2 separate regions of the Sus scrofa genome follow, and region 2 is linked to region 1. Evidence: chromatin contacts called from public Hi-C data. All regions are on one chromosome and are shown on one strand. The core of a region is the stretch at or near the end of the contact, and the rest is flanking DNA. Distances in the headings are between cores, read along the strand shown. Region 1 overlaps FRRS1 (ferric chelate reductase 1). Region 2 has its middle 69 kb from the start of PALMD.

Region 1 (5,048 bases), core at 1,207-3,706:
TCAATAAATACTCCTCAAGACAAAGCAAAACAAACCTTTCATTTGTCATGGGGTATAGCTTTTTGCACACATAGTGGAAGATCAATGAGTATGTGCCGAGACAGAATGTACATGTCTGTTTGTAGGAAAAAAATACTCCTCATTGGAACAGTTTTGACTTTATCAGAAGGTGTTCTTGAGACTTCATATACGTTTATAGCTTTTAAGATTTACCTTCTCTAACATCATGTCTCACCATTGGCTGGCAGCGTCAATCTTTTTATTTATTCTTTATCATGATGCATGTCTTGCTCCTTCCTGTCTGTCTGCCTCTGATTGCTTTCTCTCATCTTCTCAGGTGGATATTCCCAGCTGGAAAATTCTTTTTGTCTCCTCTTTACTAACTCAAATTCTCCACTGTCTTTTTTTTTTTTTTTTTTTTTTTTTTTGTCTTTTTGCCTTTTCTAGGGCCGCTCCTGCGGCATATGGAGGTTCCCAGGCTAGGGGTCTAATCGGAGCTGTAGCCGCCGGCCTACCCCAGAGCCACAGCAACACGGGATCCGAGCCGCATCTGCAACCTACACCGCAGCTCACGGCAACTCTGGATCCTTAACCCACTGAGCAGGGCCAGGGATCGAACCCGCAACCTCATGGTTCCTAGTCGGATTCGTTAACCACTGCGCCACAATGGGAACTCCTCCACTGTCTCTAAAACTATGATGTCTATATTTATGGATGACTCTATGTCGTACTTTCTCTGGGACGGTTTTGGTTTGCACTGGTTATCTTGGCATAATCAATGAGCAGGGCCCATTTTCACGCTCAGTATTCTTCTCATTTGGATAATGAATTATACATTTCAAATGTGTTTCTCTTCTCAGCTCAATTAAATTCCACACTCCTCAGAAACTAGTACCTTCTGTTTCCTTGTAGTCTTATTGTATCCAAGCACTGTGCTTGGTGGTGAAACTTAGTAAAAATATGTTTGGAAGGCAATGATGGACCCGGCAGGTAAGTATGTGTGAAATATCCGTTCCAGCTGCTCTGTGCAGCTGAGGCCTTGGCAGATGCTTTTGAATGATGAGGTTGGCAGCTTAGGCTTTTCTTTAATGTTCAGTGATATAGTCAAATTCTTTTTTTAACTGACCCCACATTGTAGTAGGTTGTCAGATGCGTGCCTTCCGTGAATCTCATCCCATGATCATCCTCATGACGCCAGCTCCTTTCTCCCACACAGCCGACTCTCTCCTCATTTTGTCCTTTCACCCTTGCAGGTGCATCGAGGGCTCATGCTCACTACTTCTGCCTTCACCTTCATTGCTTTTCTTCTGCCTTTTATTTACAGAAGAGGCTGGAATTGGGTAAGTAGTTCTTAAACGGAATGCTTCCATTCTATTTATATGTTTTAAATTCATTTTGGTGTCAAGGGAGATTGCTGTTTTATTCTCAAATGATGGATAAAAAGATATTTCTGCACATATCCTTTCCTTTTTGATTCATTTGATAACTAATTCACATGGTTGGGGGTCAGGGATGGAGTGAGAATGTCAGTGCAGATTACTTGGTAATGAAATGTATCTTTAGGTTGCCTTAGATGTGAGGTATACACTGCATAGCTTTCATGAGTCTTCTCACTAAGGAATGGTGAAAATTGAAAGTATGATATCTAAGGAACATGAACACTGAATGTGGTTTTCTCTAACTAATGCTATGGGAGCAGCTGTGCTAAGTGCTTTATGTATGTTACCAAATTTAAACCTCAAATGAAGTAGTTATAGATAATAATCTCATCGTTGTCACAATGTCTCAAATGGGTATCTCCAGCTTAGACCTCTCCCTGGCTTGAGACTCACACATCCAGCTTTCTACTCAGGAACTCACCTGGCAGGTCTAAGACATCTCAAACTGAAGTCCTGATCTTCTCTCCCAGTCCCGCCGTCCCATAATAGTTGTTGGCAGTTCTCTTCTTAGGCCAAAGCTTGAGAATTATTCTTAACTCTGCTTGTACACCTCGCATCACACAAGTCTAATACCACACTCCTCACCGTCACTAGTGCTCCTGTGTGGGTTTGAGCCGCCATCGTCTTTTGCCTGGACTGTTGGAGTAGGCGTCTGATTGGTCTGTTTTCAACCAAGGAGCAGAGTGATTTTTTTTAAACTGATTTTTATTTTTTCCATTATAGCTGGTTTACAGTGTTCTGTCAGTTTTCTACCATACGGCAAGGCGACCCAGTCCCACATACATATATATACATTCTTGTTCTCACATTATCTCCATCATCCTCCATCATAAGTGACTCGATACAGTTCCCAGTGCTGTACAGCAGGATCTCATTGCTCAGAGCGATTTTTAAAAAATGTAAATTGGATCATGTCATTTCTATGTCCCAAACTGTTTTCTCTGATGTCTCAATTCTACTCAAAGGTCAAAGTCCTCCGTGATTGGCTGCCAGTTACTCTCTGAATTGACCTCCCCCCTCATCACGTGGCTCGTCTCATCTCACACTGGCCTGATGCTAGGCGTGCTCTGCTTTATTGTCTGCCTCCACCTCGGTCATGCTTCCTCTACCCTCACCTTCTCAAGCCTTTACTCAAAAATAACTTCTCAAAGAGCCCTGCCCTGCTCTGTTTTTTCCTAAGGCACTCTTGACCTTATTCATTTCATATAATTTACTTATGTGAGGTATTTGTTCTTTGTCTGCCTCCTCACACTAGTTTGTGAGCTCCATGAGAGCTGGGTTATTTACTGGTATGTTTGCTGGTGTATCTCTAATACCCAGAACATTCTGGTACATCAGGTACTCAGTGAATACTTATCAAGTGAATGAGTAAGGCTTGACAAGAGTGGGAGACGTACCTAAGGTCAGAGCCTGTGCTTCTGATTATACTCTTCCAGTTTCCCAGCTGGTCAGAATTTGATGTCAGGATTTAGTGCTTCAGTTTGGGCTCTTGCTACAAGGACTAAGATTGATGGATCTTGGGTCACAGACATTACTAGGAAAGCTCCTTCCTGCTTTTTTAGATGGTTTATAAATGGGTCCATCTGTTCTGCAAAGGAAATTATGAAGATTTTCTGATATGAATCAAGACATTGGAACTTTATTCTCTCCAGGTACTTGGGACAAGCATAAAACTTCCTTTGTAAACTCTGTAGCTTGCAGTCTTTGCAGTTTAGGAAGAGGATAGTAAGGTTGAGAGCACAAGTCTGCAAATCCTCATGTCATCGTTTGTTACTTGGACACATTGGGCAAGTCGCTTCACTTCTCCGTCCCTCAGTTTACTCAAATGGGAGTAGTATACTGTCTATCTCATAGGCTCGCTGAGGGTTGAGAGTTAATGAACTGAAAGCACTCAACATCATTCCCAGCAGATTCTAAACACATAAGAATTTTGTAGCTGCTGTTACGGTTTTTTTCTTTCTTTCTTTTTTTTTTTTTCTGGGGCTACACCTGCAGCATATGGAGGTTCCCAGGCTAGGGGTCGAATCAGAGCTATAGCCTTTGGCCTAGGCCAGAGCCACAGCAACGTGGGATCTGAGCCGAGTCTTAGACCTACACCACAGCTCATGGCAATGCCTGATCCTTAACCCACTGAGCGAGGCCAGGGATCGAACCCACAGCCTCATGGTTCCTAGTTGGATTCATTAACCACTGAGCTACGACAGGAACCCCCTGTTACTATTTTTTAGCAGCTAGGTTCACGTTCCAGCTCCACGGTCCAGGCTATAACTTATCCGTGTATAACTGAGTCCATAGTTTAAAAGCTTTATGGTGCTCTTCTGTCAGCTTTTAATTCCTAATTAGCAGAAGCTTCCTATCTTGGCTTAGAAACCCCTGTGTCCTTGCTCTAGATCACAGGTTTCAGAGCCTCCCCAAGCAGGGCAGTCAGTGACAACAGATTGTGCCATCCTCCATCTAAACGTGTCATGCAGTGGAACATGTTCTCAATCTCTGCGTTTTAAAGTGAAATAGTTGTGCAGCACGGTCTAAGCCAATCCTCTGCTCCCTTCAGCAGGCACACATCACTGAGGGAGGAGTGTCACTGAACCTGTTGAGATAGCAGGTTGATGATTCAACACGTTCTGAACAGAGGCGATGAGATTGTAATACAGTGACAATGCAGGTTATTCACTTAATCAACAAACATCTGTTGAGTGTTGAGCAGGTGGGGGATACGGATTCAAATAAAATCAAACACTGACTAGTCCTAGATGGGCTCGAATGGCTGTCCTGGTGCTGGTGGGCATCTAGCATCCTGATGGGAAGAGGTGGCGTTCTGTGCATTCATTCTCCCACAACCGTTTACACGCCGTGTGGCCTCGGATGCGCTACTCGATCTCTCTCAGTCTCAGTTCCACTAACTGTCATCATAGTGACCATGTGTATGAAGTATATGCCTGGTGTAGATACTCAGTGAAAGGTACCTGTTGTTATCATTATTAAATGTTTGAAGCTCTGGAAAAACCCTATAAGAATACATCTGTGTGTATTATTTTTAACTTGAGGGTTTAAATGGATGGGCATTGAGGCCATTAAAATGACATTACTGTGTTCAGCATGCAGGTTATCACCCGTTCCTTGGTTGTACCGTGATGATTCTAGCAGTTCTTCAGCTTCTTTTGGCGGCCTTCAGACCACCCTCTCATGACCCAAGGTACTTGGCGTCTTCATTTATCAGTGCTCTTGTGTAGATGTCATTAGTTGGCACACAAATTCCTTTTCTGCACTTTATAAAATTCAGTGATAAATTATATTTATTTTCAAAGGTTTTAAAATGTATTTCTGATATCTGATGCCTAGCCGTTAAGGGAAATAGCATGCTTTTTATTCTCTTGGGAATTAATTGTAGTTCTATCACTTTTAAGAATACTGACTGGTTCTTTATTTGGTAGGAGGCAAATGTTTAACTGGACTCATTGGAGTGTGGGAACAGCTGCTAGAATAATAGCAGGTAAGTAATTGTGATGCCACTTATTCATATATAATTGCTAGTTTTTATATTGCAAGTTGTAATTTGGCTTAAATGATTTTTAGATGTATTAGTAGTTGGAGTAATTGGTTGTTGAGGAG
Region 2 (5,048 bases), core at 949-3,448, 140 kb after region 1:
TTGGTCAGAGAGTAAATTATTAATAAAAAAAAGAACTAGCTCATTAAAAGTGTGGAAAAAATCTGTTGGAAAAATCTATTAGAAACATTTGCCAAAATCTTGTCAGAAAACTTCACTACACGGAGAATTAAGTAAATAAAAGTACCTGGTAGGTGCATGTCCCCTGAGAGTGGTATTTTTGCTCTAAGAGTTATTTGATTCAGTTAAATAATGAATATAAATTTATTCCTTTTTAGGTAGATGTTTGTTGTCATGTTTGAAACGAAGTCGGGTTTTTACCAGGTTGGGCTCCGTGTTCTGTAAAGCTTATATCCTCATCGTTGGCACTGTCTGTTTGGTGGCAGTCATTTGAAGGGTGAAGTCACATTCCTGGCTGAGATGTGTGAAGTCAAACCAGGAATTAGCTCGAAATACTCAAGTGCTCAAGTGATGTGACCGGGATAAATGCGGAGGAGAAACTGAGAGTTGTGTTCGTCATCAAGGAATTAGTATCCCTTAAAATCGTTGAGAATAGGATCCTGGGCATTGGGATTTTTGCTGGCGGAAGAGTGAATGTTGCCGAGTGAGGGGGAAAGGACGCAGGGGAAAGGTGGACCCAGGCGTGTATGTTTGGGAGCCTGGGACAGCACGGGCCAGGGTGGTCTCAGGAGGACTGTTCCTGGCAGGTGGGGGTGGGGGTGGGGGTGGGGATGGGGGGTCAGAGAATGAGGGAGAGAAGGAGTCAGAATGGTGGTACCTCCTTTAACACCCAGCTTAGATACACTCCTCAGAGACACACACTTGGGGTTTCCTGGGAGATTCATGTGGCTGCTTTTTATGACATCTTAAAAGCAAACATCCTCCTTCTTAGAAACCAAAGCACTTTACCATATATTGCCCATGGCACTCAGTTATAATGATTATTTTCTGAGGAAAACAGTAGGGGTTTCAGGAGTTTTAAAAACTCGTGTCTTTAGTTGGCACTCTTCTCTTTTCCTCAATCCAACTTCAGTGTTAATGAGCATTATTATGCGTTTAGGCACTGTGCTGGTCCCTGGGCATGAAAAGATAATTAATAAATGAATGCTTCAAGAATGCTTCAGATAAAGGATGGGGTTTGGATAGGTGGATGGGTGGGGTTTGGCTAGAAATAGATGATGGCATGTAAGCTTTACTAAAGGGAAAATATTTGGCAGGAAATGAAGAGAGAAAAACATTGTAGATAGAGCCATGGCTTCTTCAGAAAATAGTGAGTAATGTGGTGGGATTTGAATATATGATTGGAAAAGAATCTAGTGAGGAAGATAGTAAATATAATTATAGCTGTTATTTATTGAGCACTTTTTTTTTTTGTACATAAACTAGTTTAAAGTCAGAATGTGAGACCTTAAATGTTATGGTAAGAGATTTACTTTATTCTTAGAACAAGTAGAGAATGACTCCCTGTGAATTCACAATTCTGTAGTAATCTAATCATGGCTATAATCATTGAGCTTTTATTTTGTGTCAGGCATTGGCCTAAGTACATTAAACATTATCTCATTTATTAGGTCAGAGTCTATTATATTAGTATAACAAGATGTGATAAAGGCCTTGATTAGATTTATACTGATCAGGAGAGAAAGGGCAAGCGTTTAACCAGTGGCAGGGAAAATATTTCTAGACCTTAGTGATTCATTCATTCACGCTTATTGATTCATTCGTTCATTCGGAAAACATTTATTAAAACACTTACTCTTTCTCAGGCTCTGGGCCAAGTGTCAGAAGCCAGGTATATGTGGTGAGAGCTTACTGTGTGCCAAACACTGTTCCAAGAACTTTGCAGGTAGGTGTCTTACTATTATCATTCCTGCAGTCGAGGAAATACAGGTACAGAAAAGTCAAATTGGTCAGGTCCAGTCAGCCACCATGTAGGATCTGACCTCCATGGCCTGGCTGGAGAGCTGTCATCCTTTTGACACTCTATGTCTCACAGTTAGATAAGACCTCAGACCTCAAACGTGTCGTTTTTAAGTTGGGGAGAAGGACATGGAAGACATAACTAAAATGCCCCAGGTGTATGTTCCAGTACACACAGTGCCATGTGTTATTTCCAGCTTGGGGCCCTTATGAACAAAACTGCAACAGACATTCATGCACAGGATTAATGTGAATGTGAGTCTTCATTGCTCTGAGATCAATGCCTAAGAGCATAGTAGCCAAGTGTGAGTGATCTGGTTTCTCTGTATCCCGGCCAGAGTTTGGGACTGTCACAATTTGTTTGTTGTAGTCATTCTGGTAGGTGTGCAGTTGTATGCCCTTGTGATTCTCATTTGCACTTCTTTAGTGGCCAGTAATGTCAAACATCTTTTGTGTGCTTATTTGCCATCCTTATATCATCTTCCATGAAATGTCTCTTCAGGTTTTTTTGCCTATGTATTACCTAGATTTTTTTTTTTTCCCCTGTTGAGTTTTGAGAATTCTTCACATTTCCAGTCACTAGACACCAGTCCTTTGTCGGTTATGTTTGGTTTGCAAATATTTTCTCTTGGTCTGTAGCTTGTCATAAACAAGGTCTTTAGCATAGCACAAGTTTTAATTTTAATAAAGTCCAATTTACCAATTTTTCATTTGTTATCAAGTCTAACAACTCTGCCTAGTTTTAGGTTCTCAAGATTTTCTCATATGTGCTCTTCTAAAAGTTTTATGGTTTAATGTTTTCCATTTGTCAATATTTACTTTTGTGTATGTGTGTGTGTGTTTTTTGTAAAAGAGAAGGTTTAGGTCAAGTTACTTTCTCCTCTTCCTTTTCTCCTTTTCTCCTTCTCTCTCTCTTTCCCCCTTCTTCTCCTGTCTTCTTCTTCTCTTTTTTTTGCCCGTGGTTGTTCAATTGCTTCAGCATGTGTTGTCCAAAAGGCCTACTGTACAGCATAGGGAAATGTGTGTGATTAGGTTAGTTTGTACAATAGAACTTGATGAAGCATTGTAAATCAACTATACTTTAATAATAATAATAAAAATTAAAAAAGAATTTACTTAAAAAAAAAAAAAGGCAGTCTTTCCTCCATTGAATTGTTTTTGTGCCCTTGTCAGTAATCAGTTGGGCCTGTTTGTGGGTATCTATTTTGGGGCTTTCTATTCTGTTTCATTGATCTGTGTGCTTATTCCTGCAATAATACCATGCAGCCTCGATTACTGTAGCTATAATCTAATTCTTAAGTTGAGGTAGACTGATTCTTCCCACTTCATTTTTAAAAAAAGTTATTTTTAACTATTCAAGTTTCTTTGCCTTTCCACATACATTTGAGAACAGTCTCATTTATGTCTATAAGAAATCTTGCTGAATTTTGATAAGAATTATGTTAAACCTTGCATGTCAATTTGGGGAGAACTGACATCAACTTATGCTTAGTCTTCCAATCTATGAATGTGGTATATCTTGCCATTTATTAGATCTTCTTTGCTTTCTTTCATAAGTGTTTTGTAATTTTCAGCATCTAAGTCCTATGCCTGTTTCTGTTAGATTTACATCTAAGTGATTCATTTGGGGGAACAGTTATAACTGGTATTGCATTTTAAATTTCAGTGTCTATGTGTTCACATAGAAATATAATGGATTTTTGTATGTTTATGTTGTATCTTGTGAACTTGCTCACCTCATTTACTAGTAGTAATATGTTCTAGAAGTTCTTTTGGAGGTTCTTTAAATTTTTTTTCATGGGCAATCATGTCATATGAAAATACATGCAGGTTAATTTTTTCCTTTAAAATCTCTATGCTTTTTTTTTTTTCATTCCTTATTGTATTAACTAGAATTTTCAGAACTATGTTGAGTAGTGGTGAGAGTGACAGTATTGCCTTGTTTCTGATCTAGGTGGTGGTTGTGGGTGTGAAGAATGAATTTTGATTCATATCCAGGTCTGTCTGTCTCCAAAGTCTATGTTAAAGTGGATGCTAGGTTAAGGAACCATGAGGCCAGGCATTGGATCATGGCAGAATTTAGCAGGAAAAAGAAGGTATGAGTACAGATGAGAACACTGGGGGAAATTGTGAAGAAAGGAGATTAGAGGATATTGCAATTTTATGATTTTTATGTGTTAAGTGTTCATTATCTATAATAATAATGTGGCATAATATCTGTAGCGTATTTAGGGTAGTATACAAACACTCATATGTATTCATATATAATACTATATAAGGTCTTTGAACATGATCACTATAACTTTTCTGCTTCACAAAAGGAAGCCAAATTAGAATAAGTGGAACTCTTTAAAAGTGTAACTGGAAAAATATATTTGCATTCACTTTTCTATGCACAAAATCTCTGGAAGAACAAATAGGAAACTTATAGTGATGATTCTTTGTTGTGTGGCAGGATACAGTGGTGCTGGCAGTGTAGCTGCAGAACTAAGATGGATAGGAGGGAGGCTTTTTACTAGTATCATTTTATAATTTAAAAAATTTGACCTCTATGAATGTAGTAGTTATCCAGTTTTTTTAATAAAAGGAAAAAAAAATTAGAATCGGCAATCTTAAGAGTTTATCTGTTTCCTTCCCTGGAAGTGTTGGGTTGAGTGCACATGCCCGTTAACCAAGGACGGTGCGAAGAGAGATTCTTTCTGTGGGTGAGAGGTAGAATTTGATGGTCTCTGCTGTCCCTGTGTTGGGATTACCTGAATGTGAGTGGCTTCTCTATTATACTCTCAGTCTTTATTCAAGAAATGTACATTAAGGAGTTCCCGTCGTGGCGCAGTGGTTAACGAATCTGACTAGGAACCATGAGGTTGCGGGTTCGGTCCCTGCCCTTGCTCAGTGGGTTAACGATCCGGCGTTGCCGTGAGCTGTGGTGTAGGTTGCAGACGTGGCTCGGATCCTGCGTTGCTGTGGCTCTGGCGTGGGCTGGTGGCTATAGCTCCGATTCAACCCCTAGCCTGGGAACCTCCATATGCCGCGGGAGCGGCCCAAGAAATAGCAATAACAACAACAACAACAACAAAAGACAAAAAGACAAAAAGACAAAAAAAAAAAAAAAGAAATGTACATTAAGTACATGCTTTAAATTTAGTCATATCCAGTAAACATTTTTTCTA

The links. A called contact is a pair of places that touch in the nucleus more often than the background predicts.
Region 2: a contact with region 1 is called in a Hi-C map of liver, with 2.1 times the contacts expected there. A contact is called at or near these places in 3 of 47 Hi-C or Micro-C datasets (embryonic fibroblasts and liver) and 1 of 2 datasets of targeted methods (skeletal muscle).

What each region holds. Positions count from the first base shown.
Region 1 is chr4:118,359,010-118,364,057 of Sscrofa11.1, forward strand. FRRS1 (ferric chelate reductase 1) reads left to right here. Exons shown (of 15, transcript NM_001128486.1): 10 at 1,254-1,340; 11 at 4,535-4,632; 12 at 4,871-4,929. Among named protein-coding and RNA genes, the nearest start is that of FRRS1, 31 kb to the left of the region's middle.
Region 2 is chr4:118,494,638-118,499,685 of Sscrofa11.1, forward strand. No RefSeq gene overlaps it. Among named protein-coding and RNA genes, the nearest start is that of PALMD, 69 kb to the left of the region's middle.